Linked DNA regions of Mus musculus: regions 1 and 2 are each linked to region 3. The links are chromatin contacts, called in public ChIA-PET and Hi-C maps. All regions are on one chromosome and are shown on one strand. The core of a region is the stretch at or near the end of the contact, and the rest is flanking DNA. Distances in the headings are between cores, read along the strand shown. Region 1 holds the start of Glrx2 (glutaredoxin 2 (thioltransferase)). Region 2 has its middle 22 kb from the start of Gm41964. Region 3 holds the start of Rgs1 (regulator of G-protein signaling 1).

Region 1 (3,650 bases), core at 627-3,126, 510 kb after region 3:
AACCAATCTCTGGTTCGATTGTTCAGTATACTCTTATTCTTTTTTTTTTTTTTTTTTTTTAACAGGAAGTTTCTCTGTGTAGCCCTGGCTGTCCTGAAACTCACTCTGTAGACCAGGCTGGCCTCGAACTCAGAAATCCACCTGCCTCTGCCTCCCAAGTGCTGGGATTAAAGCCACCACACCCAGCTACTTATATTAAGTGCAAAAGTAAGCTATTTTAAGTTTAAATTTTAAAGGCCCCAGTGAAAACACGTCCTAAATCACAGTGTAGAGTTTCAGTCCTGTTTCTGAATGAATCTGTATCAAATGGCCTTTCCCAGCTCATGTTAGCCCTGGATGATGAATATCTGCTCTACTTGGTCACTCTGTACCACTTCAAATAAGCTTGCAACAAGCATCACCTTCCGTAACAACAAAGATGAGTTAGAGACAGGAATCATTGCAACTATCTGTGCTTTTTCCAGGTAGAGAGAGGGTAGGAGGGGGTAAGAAGCTTGGAAGACTGCTCCCTACTTTGTGGGAGGCAGCTTTGAGAAAAAAAAAAAAAAAAAATGCTAGCAGGGTTTGTGAAGTTCAAAGCAGTAGGAAAGTGCCAGATGGCTTTGGCCTGGAAGAACGCTGGATGGCATCAATCCAGTCTATTTGGGTTTTCAACGCTAAAAACAAAATCTCTAATCTAGCATTTACCACCTCCTTAAACCTATGTGGCATTTACGACGGGTGAGCTTTTCTAAGAAATTAAGAGGACCAGCCGGGTGTGGTGGCGCACGTCTTTAATCCCAGCACTCGGGAGGCAGAGGCAGGCGGATTTCTGAGTTCGAGGCCAGCCTGGTCTACAAAGTGAGCTCCAGGACAGCCAGGGCTATACAGAGAAACCCTGTCTCGAAAAACCAAAAAAAAAAAAAAAAAGACCAAAGAGGCATATTCCCTGCCAAAGAAAAAGCTCCAAAAAAAGCACCCCTACCTTTCTTAAGGCAGTCCCTTCGATTTCTGGTTTAGCTTTCCTATTAAGGAAAGGGGCAGGCACCGCATAAATGCCCAATGAAATACCTCAACACTGATAAAGCACCAACTAGTCGCGCTCCATTTATGAAACATCTACTAAGAGGTGGTAGGTGGGCAAAGCAGGATATACACCAGATATCTCCAATAGGAAACAGTCCTAATGATCTGGCAAATGGTTAACATCACGTGACCAGCGCTTTCAGAAAGTAAGTCTCCCTGGAAGACAGGGGAGTATAGGATGTTGAGACAGACGTCTTGACAGCTGCCTAGGCCAGGCCTGATTGGCCATCACTGGTATGCCAGCCCAGGGTTATGCTAAGGAAGGAAGCCAGGGAAAGCAATGCTCCCATCAAGCCAGAAACCACATCTACAGGATGCCAGAGTTACTAGCTGCAAAGCCTTGGGCATTTAAAAGCATGAGTCAAGTTCACATCCTGCGACAGGATAGCAAAGACTTACAATCAATCTAAGAACGATAATATAAGTTCAATATAAGTTCCCACAAGCAGGGGAGTCTCTTTTCAGGGCCATCCAGGTCTACGCTGAGTTAAAACCACATGCTGTATTTGTTAAGCTCAGACTAGGACGTCTGTTGTTTGTCCCCCAAGCCGGCTGGGTCCACACTAACACTACCGCAGGGATCCACAAGCCCCGCAGGCCCGGCCCGCCCCGCCGCGTACCCCGAGCCCGCAGCTCCAGCCGCGCCACGCCGCCCCGCCAAGATCCTCCCGCTCGCCACCAGCCGCCTCCCCACCGAAGCCGCGCGGCGCCAGGACATAGCCAAAGGTCCCCGGCAGCCTCCGGGAGAGCAGCAGGCGATCGCGACCACGACGATGGAAGCCCGCCCCTCCGGCGGCCTCGCTCCGCCCCATCGGGCTGTCCGCGCCGCCGCCGGGCTCGCCGCGCTTCCTGGCTCCCCCGTCTCCGCGCGCCCACGCGCCCGCGTGCCCGCGAGCCTGCAGGTTCGCATCCTCGGCGGTAGAGCGAGGCACTCACCTGCCTGCCGAGTTCTTCCGATCTCTACCGAGTTCTCCCGAGCTCCTCACGCCCGCATTCAGGATTAAGAAAGAGGCTTAGGGAGAGCCACAAGAAAAATTACTCGAGGCAGGGTGGTGGCCCGGTGTTTACCTGAGGGTGGTAGGTAGGTCAGTCACCACCTCTGGTCAGACAGGTTTAGGATGTGAAAGATGGACCGGACCGGAATGTCATCTTAAGATTAATTTATTGATCCGGAGTCCATAGGCAGGTTGAATTGTACTCAGAAAGTGAAAAACACAGGCGGTCCAATGTTTAACGTTCTTTCCGAAGAAAGCAAGGTGGTGTTTTTAAAATAAACTGAAATTAGGAAACGAATTAGCCCAGAGACAGTTCATCATGGCTTTAACAGCCATGGCTGCCGCAGCTCCTAATGACAAACCTATCCAAGCCTCTCAGTGACGGTAATAATAGCCCTTTGTACGTGTTTTCATAAGTTCAGGGGGATCCGCCCTTAGCTCTATACACTGAGGATACTGAAACTGAAAGCCAAGGTCTAATGGTGTATCTAAAACTATGAACAATCGTTGAAACTATCCATACCTTTTTTTTTTTTTTTTTTTTTTTAGTTTTTCGAGACAGGGTTTCTCTGTATAGTCCTGGCTGTCCTGGAACTCACTTTGTAGAGCAGGCTGGCCTCGAACTCAGAAATCCGCCTGCCTCTGCCTCCCCAGTGCTGGGATTAAAGGCGTGCGCCACCACGCCCGGCTTATCCATACCTTTCTTGAGCCTCCATGCTGAACCCAAACTTAAGATTCATGTTGCCAAGGTACAAAATTAGAACTTCTGTTTATGGTTGCTCTTTTTTTACTTCCCTTGGTCTGTATATCATCAAATCATAAAAGATTTTCATAATCATCAAGTTAATTGCAAAAACAAATCTCCCAGGGGCATAACATGTTTTTTTTTTCATAAAGCCCAAATTTACTTTGAAAATCAAAGTTTGCTATATAAAATAATTTTACCAAGAGATAGCGACTTAGGAAAGTTACTGTGGCTTTTGTTGTTTGTTTTGAAGTAGAACTTTTGAAGAACAATTTACCTCTGGCTCAATTAAGGGAAACAATGTAAACCCCTCCCTCTTTCTAGAGATACATTGTTTATCCCCATGCGTCTCAATTTTACAATCCTCCAGCACCATCTCTTAAATGCTGGGATACCATTCACTACCATGTCTTCTGCGCAATTTAATTTTAATATACTGTAAATGAGATTTGTAGTGAGCAGTTGCTCTTTTAAAAAACATCAGCATGCAAGTACTAACAACATTATGCCTGAGATAAGCATCATGCATTGAGCTAGACTGATACTTTCCGACTTAGCTTGTTTCCTGAGATAGCTATAAGAAGAATACTTTTTGTCCACACTTGGGATTGTAAGTAAGCAAGAGGGCGCAGGCAGTAAAAATCACCAACTTAACCACTCCATGGCTAGAAGGAAAATTTTGGGGGAATCAAACTGTCAAGGCTGTGTGTGTGTGTGTGTGTGTGTGTGTGTGTGTGTGGTGTCTGTCTGTCTGTCTGAGTAAGGTAACTGAACTTTGGGAGCAGATTAAGGGAGGTCCCTGGTAAACAGGAGCTGAAGTTTTCTGTTTACCCACCGGGTCAGAG
Region 2 (3,811 bases), core at 379-2,878, 330 kb after region 3:
TTATAATTCGAGATCTGCCAAGTCTCAAAGGGTGCTTCAGTGTTCTGAACAACACCACTATGGGGCTGAGACTGGTGCATCCTCATTGCCAGCCTACACAGCTTCTCTCCATACCCAAGCATACAAAGCACTGCGTGAGAGAAATGTCCGTAAGCAACGTGCTTTGTCACCCAGTTTGGAAGATGAGGGTAACATAATGCAGGTGAGTCAGAAAAAAAACTGGGTTCAGATTCTGAAGTTACCCTATTTCTCAAACTGGGCAACCTTAAACAAGCTATTTAAAATTGCCCAACATTTCACCTGCTCATCTGTAGTTCAATCTCATGAAGTTCAGTATAAATCACCCCAGTCAATATTTATGAAATTGTATTTAGACTGAGCTGGGGAGAACAAAAGATACAGAACTAATAACAGCCAGCTGGTCTTGGCAGAGTGGAGGGAGTCACAGAACTCATGCAAGCAGGCTTCAGACTGCCTAGAACATATGCCCAAGCCTCAAAAGGCAAGCTGTTTGCGTTGTGAGATTCTCCAGAGCCCAGGATAGTTTGGCTACAAACACCCAGTGTGCCACGAGACACGAGAAGGGAGAAGTCACGTGGCCCTTTCTCCACCCCCAGGAGAGAAGATTGTTCTTCAGCTGCAGATGTCCCCAAACAGCTCAGGGAACTAAACAAGAGAGCTCAGGGGGAAAAACGTGCCAGGAGCTTTTGCCAAATTTGGAAGAGCTCAGACCTGGATCCTGCCTCTAGAAACCACAGCACACCTCCCTTTTGGGTAAAAGAAAGGAAGACAGGCAGGCAGAAAAGGGAGGGAGGGAGGGGAGAGAGAGAAAAAGAGAGACAGACAGACAGACAGACAGGACACTTGAGGCCCTTATAGATATACAAGACCATCTCCCAGAGAAACTGGAATGCGTCATACCGTCTTTTTCTCTAACTGGGAGAAGCTAGGAAAGGTTGAAAAAGTCAAATGCCCCTCTGTGGATCTCCCCCATTTCCTGGCCACTGACACTTGATAGTAATTGCAACATCAGCACAACCAAACACCGAGCAACAGACCCAAAAAGACCAAAAACGTATTCTTGGGTTGTAAAGAAAAGACACAGTGATCCATGGATCTTCAAAGGCAATCCACAGAAACGCAGTATGCTTGTGGTGCTAAAATTTAATGGAGGGGGGAGGAAGTTGGCAACAGTTGAGGAAAAATGATCTCTACCAAGGCTAAAGGATATGGTACTGACATTTTTTTCCAACAAGAAAAACTATCTGCCTGTCCAGCCTGGTGAAGGAACATGTAAATAAAAGGGGAGCTAGTTCCTCTTCCTAACAAGACAGTAAAAGAGAGTCATCACCCAGTATACTGTGGAAGAATATCTCCTGTCTAGTATTCCTCACGTCAAGCTCCCCAAGCTAGGGAAGGTTTCAACAGTTGACGGCTAAGGTAGCAGAGCCTATTAGAGACAAGCAGAGATGCCCATTGCACATTTGCTGAACAGGTGAGGAAAGACATGAAAAGACAGAGATGAAGCCAGGCCTCACTAAAATTGTGCTGTGGAGACGGTCACACTACAGGCTGCTGCAGGGAGCAGGCCACAGCTCGGTCTCGCCAGTCCGGAAACTAACCCAGACCCAGGCAGACTGAGAATGCTCTCAGAGGAAGTGCTGTTTATCATCGTATGATCTAAAAGAGGAGAAGTTAGACAGCCAAAAAAGCAGAAGTCAAGTTCCGTGTGAACTATACGAATTGCAGAGGGAAAGGACTGCAAACTCGTCTGCAGAGATGTGTTAACTAGCTAAAAGAAAGACTACAGTAAAACTTGTAAATCACTGTAAAATGTTAAGTTCTCTTTTGAAACACTCAGAGATTAGAATAATTTTGGATACAGTCAAATAGCAGTTCAGTTCTCAACTGACTGTCACTCCCTAATGGACCCTGAGACTGAAACTCAATACCCTTTATATGTATATATTCTGTTACTCATCTCAAGAAACATTAGAAGACAAACAGTTATAACTACAGCTGTGCACCTGACAGAGCTACAGTTTCCAACAAAAAGAAAGTAATGCTCCTGAGAGGCTCTGCCAGTGCCTGACAAATACAGAGTTGGATGCTGACAGCCAACCATTGGACTGAGCACAGGGTTCCCAATGAAGGAGTTAGAGAACGTACCCAAGGAGCTGAAGGGGTTTGCAACCCTCCCAGAGGAACTAAAATATGAACTAACCAGTATCCCCAGAGCTCCTTGGGACTAAACCACCAACCAAAGGGACTCATGGCTCTAGCTGCATATGTAGCAGAGGATGGCCTAGTTGATCATCAATGGGAAGAGAGGCCCTTGGTCCTGTGAAGGTTCTATGCCCCAGTAAAGGGGAATGCCAGGGCCAGGAAGAGGGAGTGGGTGGGGCGGGTTGGTGAGCAGGGGAAGGGGGAGGTGTTAGGAGATTTTCCGAGGAAAGGGGATAACATTTGAAATGTAAATAAACAAATCTAATAAAAACTCATAAAAAAGAAAGAAAGTAATGGATTTGTGTTTGGAAAAAAACACTGAAAGATTTTTTATAATGTTCTATACAGCATTCCTTTGACTTGACAAATCAATCGAGTTGTTTATGGGTTTTTAGACTTTTGTTAAATTAAATCTTGTTGTTTTTAACATTTATCCTCTTTTCACACAAAAGAGAAAAAACATAGTTCCTACATGATATCCAGAAGAGTATACAGTCTCAGGAGATTATAATCTTAATGAGAAAAATACCCAACATGTGACCATGTCTTAATAAACCAGTGAACACTTTCACTTGAAACTGAAAAGTTACTTTGCTACATATAAACCCACTCTGTGTACTAGGATTTAATATAAAAAGTAAAATGGACAGGATTTTATGCCTTATCTTGCCACAGTAAAACATAAAGTATGTTCTTCTGTAATCAGAGAAACCCACTGAACTATAAATAAAGGTTTGGTTTGAGGTACTATAGGTAAATTCACAAATCTCACCTGGAGAAGCAATTACATTATGTGAAAGTAGTTACCCTTTCTTTTTTAGCTAATCATATTGTCCAAAGAGAATCACATTAACTGAAATACTAAGTCAATCTCTATAAAGAAATGAGATTTTCAAAGCACATCTGGTAAATGGATTACTTCTTTTTTTTTTTATTTCAATCACTGAGTACAAAGAATTGCCACTTATTTCAAAAGAATAGAACTATTCATCCAGTGGGAAGAAATTCAATAAGTATTAAGTGATGCGCAAAATACAAGGTTAAGACAAAGCTAAGCAAATTTTCTTTCCATGAGTAATAAAATAAAAGTAAAAGAAAGGACATTGGGTTAAGAGATCTTGCTGGCAGAGATTTAATTGGCTGATCTGACATTTCTTTAAAGATTGCTTTTGAAGTCTTTACAAAACAAACAAACAAAACAATTCAAAAAAACCTCTATGCTAGGAAGTGAGCTAAAAAAGCTTATTGGTGTTACTTTGGTGATGGTGTAGTGACCTCATAGTATTGAAAGTAAGACCACCCAAAGGTCAACACAGTGTACATGCTTTAAAAGCAAAGTTGAAATAAAAATCAGGATGATAAAATGAAAGGAAAATTAGAATCTTGCTGAAAAGAAGCCATGCAACCACCATTAAGTCAGATAAAATTAGATGCTGTTAAGCTTTGCTGCAATGAGATAAAAAGTCAATGTTGATGACAAATGGCAAACTGTAATACCCAAAGTGAAATGAGAACAGGAGATATCATACGTTCTTCTGTGTATCTCTGCACAGTTTCCAGGCATGCTTAGTTTGAGCAGAACTAT
Region 3 (4,096 bases), core at 166-2,665:
TTGTAATACTATAAATGTTTACTACAGACTTTGTGTATCATACTGATTTTTTAAAAAGGACAAAGAAAAATTAATATGCCTCTCTTTTTTTTAAGTCAAATTTACCTAATTCCACCAAAAGTTTCTATGATAAAGGCTACCCTCTATTGAGAGGCAAAATTCAATCTGCCCAAAGTAAAGTTGGCCATCCTATAAAGTGCCATAGTATGCATCTTGTATAAACTCTGTAAGATGTTATATTGCATTAATATCTCTGCTCTGATACATGATTTTTATCAATGAGTAATGATTTTTGTAATGTAATCATCTCAATTAAAGCTAGATTTTTCCTCTCTGGAGATATTTCAAAAAATTCAATTATTATATCCTAACTAGTACAAATGATTGACTTATTCAAACAAATTCTGAGTTTACTTTGAATTTTCCCTCAGATACTTTATTTTTAAAGATTGGTATCTTTATCATTATGTAAGGTCTGTATGTTAGGTACACTTTTATTCATAGGTTTTCTTTAATTTTACCATGCCATCTTAATTATTGAACACAATTACAGTGACACATCACTTATAGTCTAATTATAGAAGTAGCATTAAAAAACAGAATGCTCCTTAAGGTCATCTTATGTGTCACTGGTAGAATATTTTGTACACACCTTGGAAAATTCTAACAAGAATGTTCCTTGTGATGGAAATGATGGGCAAGATTCCAGACACCACAGTGGTGTAGACAGCCTCCCATAGGTCTCCATCTTACCAGATAGATACAGAGTAGTCAGTATAAAAAAAACATTAATCTTATACTGCTTCATATGGGTGGCAGTGGTGAAGAACTCTTAAAATATTGTGAAGAAGCCAGAAGAAACTAAAGGGGGGGGGCTGTAATCAGAGTATACTATATGACAAGGAAATCTACTTTTAATTTTTAAGAAAGGAGAAAAAACATTGTGATCAGATGATTTTATACTCCAGAACTACCCCAAGCATCAAGGTGAAGGGAGGGATAGGACTCTACTGTTGAATTTCTGCGTGATACAGAAAATATAGCAAATGTAACATTGACCAGAACATATAGTTTTCAAGGGAAAAAAAAAAGAAAGTTTTAACTCAAACTAAAGGCTGATACTTCCTTTCCTCCAGAGATGTGTATGGCCCCCTTCTATATATCTGTGTGTGTCTGTGTGTGTGTGTGTGTGTGTGTGTGTGTGTGTGTGTGTGTTTGTGCATGTGTGTGCATAATTTTGTTCCTGCCTTCCTAATCAAATGACCTGCTCTCATTCAGTTGAGTTTCAACCACAAGACATCCCTGTACACTTTTTTTTCTTCAAGATACACGTCACGACACACCAAGAAAGGAGGAACTTCCGTGCCTGTGGTAACATCACTTGATAAACAGACTCCCTGAACAGCAAGTGCCCTGTCTGCCTTACGCTATATAAAGCAGCAGTCGTAGACTAACAGACACTCACTCGTTTTGAGAAGACCATGAGAGCGGCAGCCATCTCCATGCCAAGGTTGAACAAAATGCCAGGAATGTTCTTTTCTGCTAGCCCAAAGGATTCGAAAGAACACAGCCATTCTCTTCTAGACGACAAAAAGCAGAAAAAAAGGCCAAAGACTTTGTAAGTTCCTTCAGTGTGTCTCTTTGATTATCTTTTATGGCCAAAGGAGTAGGAATAAGTGGACGTGAGTGCTGGCATTTGGTTTATGGAGAGCGGAGCAATTACCTCCTGTGACTTATAAGTGAGAGTCAGTTTTATTGGAAAATAAATCATGTTACCAGAAAGTCTGGGGAAATCTTTCTAGACGTTGTTCATAAAAATGAGTTCTATTTTAACATACTAAAATATTGTGTTAGCTAGTCTTATTATTACCTTCCTCCTCAGATATGTTTGCTTCATGTTCTTTTCATAGATAAGGGGAACTCTTGTAGAGAATTATGAATTTTTGGTGTCTTTTGTAGTGGAATGGACGTGAAAACATACCTGAGATCGATGATCCCACATCTGGAATCTGGGATGAAATCGGCCAAGTCCAAAGACATGTATGTACTGAATATATTGAAATATTCTAAGTGTCTAAGCATCCTAGAAGCTAACTGTTGTCTTCAAATGATACTGATACTTCATGTGTCTAGGCATGCCAGCTTACTCTTGTAATTCCAGTACTTGGAGGTTGAGACAGGGGGATGGGCAGGGGACTTGAGTGAAGCCTTGGACTTTAAAAAGGCATATAAAAATACTGCATGCAATGGAGTTAATTTCTTTTAGGTAACAAGCCAAACAAGATTAGCCCATATTAGAGCCAATGAACATTAATTATTAATATGTCCACATCAGTTTTCTATTTGTGTTTTTCTAATTTATCCACTTAGATTTTAACTGTCTTGACAGATTTTTTTCATAACTATGGTGATTAAAAGGAACTTTATTCATAAAAGTAATAATAGAAGTCATAACAAAAAATTTTAGTTATCAATATGTAGTAGCCATTATTAAATCAAGTGGGATTTCCAAAACTAGTTTATTAATTTAGATTATTTTTGTTAACTGTAGACTTTCTGCTGAAGAAGTAATGCAGTGGTCTCAGTCTCTGGAAAAACTCCTTGCCAACCAGAGTAAGTATTCCTATCTATCCATTGTTTTGGGGTCAGCTTGATAATTTAATAAGTTGGATGGATGATTAATGTATGTTATCAAAGGAAGAAAAGCAAGTATGCAAAAATGAAGTATTTTAGTTCTTGAATCATTCATAATTTCCTCACAATATGACTCAGTAATATAGCACTAGATTTTTATCACTGTCCTTTAGACAAATCTGCCAAAACAGTTACATGTGTTCTTGCATTCAAGAACAAAACTGAAATTAGGCTGTGTTGCTGGAGAGCTGGCTGGTTGGCTGATTGCTTGTTGCTCTTAAAGATGACTGTTTCCCTGCACTCAAGGGACTGGTCTCACAGCAATCTACCTGTAACTCCTGTGCCCTCCTCTGGCCTCTGTGGGCACCTGTCCACAGGCGCTTCTGCATGGAGAGGGGCAAGGAGAAGAAGACACACATATACACATCAAATAATAATAAGCATTCAAAAATTAAAATAAAGGTGAATAAAAGTACATTGTAGCTTCAAAGTTTTAAAAGCCAAGAAAATATCACATCATTGGAATTGCTATTTTGAAAGGTACTTAAAATGTACTTTGTACCATTCAGTGAAAAGAGTAGGATTCGTTTATTTAATTAGTCGTCTATCATCCACATACTTATTAACTCTCATTTGTCCACCCTACGTGGAAGGTATTTTAAAAACAGCAAGGATTCAAATGCAAATACACAGTCTATTACTTCGTTAAAGACACTTGGATATTCCAAGTAAACACTGAAAGCATTCAGCATGATACATGTTTTAATATAAGCTCAAGAGAGGCTTGTGGGGGTTTTCTGATGGAAGGAAATAAAAAAAAATGAATGAAACCAGTCTCCATTCCCCATGGTGGGATTGCAACACTATTGGGATTAGAATCTTATTCAGAAGTGAAGACAATCAGCTTGGTCTCGGGAATAAGTTTACCCTCTTTGTAGAAAGACACTACGAAACTTACTTGGGAAGTCGAAGAAATTTAGCTTAGTTTGACCCAATGATTACAACAAGACTTACTCTACAATTAAGCTGAGCAAATGGTATATAAATCTCAATGGTACTAGCAAGTAAAATCAGTGTGCCAAACATACAGGTGACAAGCTATCCTAACATTATCTAACTACCATGGTTTGGATGAGGAATTTATATTTTTAACCATCAAACGATGTTAATACCCTAAATCATTAACATTTCCTTGCAGAAAGGACTCTACACTCTTGCTCACATGTTGGTGCCTATAAGTAATGACATTGTTCTACAGTCAGCAGAGTTCAGTGTCACTTTAAATACAAGAGGAAGCAAAGTACATTTATGTGAACACACAAAACATTATATGACTGTGGACAGTTTGTTTGGTGACAGATTCCACATGTAACAGTTTCTATGTCTGCTTCTCTACAAATTATGGCACAGCTGTTTGAGCAGTAGCCAACTTGTACCTTTGTGCATATATTAATGCTATAAG

Evidence for each region. A called contact is a pair of places that touch in the nucleus more often than the background predicts. ChIA-PET counts read pairs in DNA pulled down with a chosen protein or histone mark.
Region 1: an RNA polymerase II ChIA-PET map of effector CD8 T cells shows a contact between it and region 3, with 10 read pairs. The contact joins the promoter of Glrx2 here to the promoter of Rgs1 in region 3. A contact is called at or near these places in 3 of 115 datasets of contacts at active chromatin or transcription factors (bone marrow-derived macrophages, effector CD8 T cells and memory CD8 T cells) and 1 of 9 other capture datasets (liver).
Region 2: a Hi-C map of natural killer cells shows a contact between it and region 3, with 7 times the contacts expected there. The contact joins the enhancer-like site here to the promoter of Rgs1 in region 3. A contact is called at or near these places in 2 of 39 promoter capture datasets (embryonic stem cells and macrophages), 3 of 484 Hi-C or Micro-C datasets (CD8 T cells, LSK cells and natural killer cells), 2 of 115 datasets of contacts at active chromatin or transcription factors (microglia and regulatory T cells) and 1 of 9 other capture datasets (liver).

The regions. Positions count from the first base shown.
Region 1 is chr1:143,737,794-143,741,443 of GRCm38.p6, reverse strand. It overlaps Glrx2 (glutaredoxin 2 (thioltransferase)), which reads right to left and starts at 1,876. Exons shown (of 4, transcript NM_001038592.1): 1 at 1,686-1,876. The coding sequence starts at 1,783. It overlaps Gm46161 (a long non-coding RNA gene), which reads left to right and starts at 2,278. Exons shown (of 2, transcript XR_001779472.2): 1 at 2,278-2,444.
Region 2 is chr1:143,914,573-143,918,383 of GRCm38.p6, reverse strand. No RefSeq gene overlaps it. Among named protein-coding and RNA genes, the nearest start is that of Gm41964, 22 kb to the left of the region's middle. Within about 2 kb of position 1,628, at least 169 of the 459 cell types and tissues checked have an H3K27ac peak or open chromatin away from gene starts, as enhancers often do. A contact at or near this core is called in CD8 T cells, LSK cells, liver and 4 more, where this site is marked.
Region 3 is chr1:144,246,423-144,250,518 of GRCm38.p6, reverse strand. It overlaps Rgs1 (regulator of G-protein signaling 1), which reads left to right and starts at 1,415. Exons shown (of 5, transcript NM_015811.2): 1 at 1,415-1,618; 2 at 1,960-2,040; 3 at 2,552-2,613. The coding sequence starts at 1,482.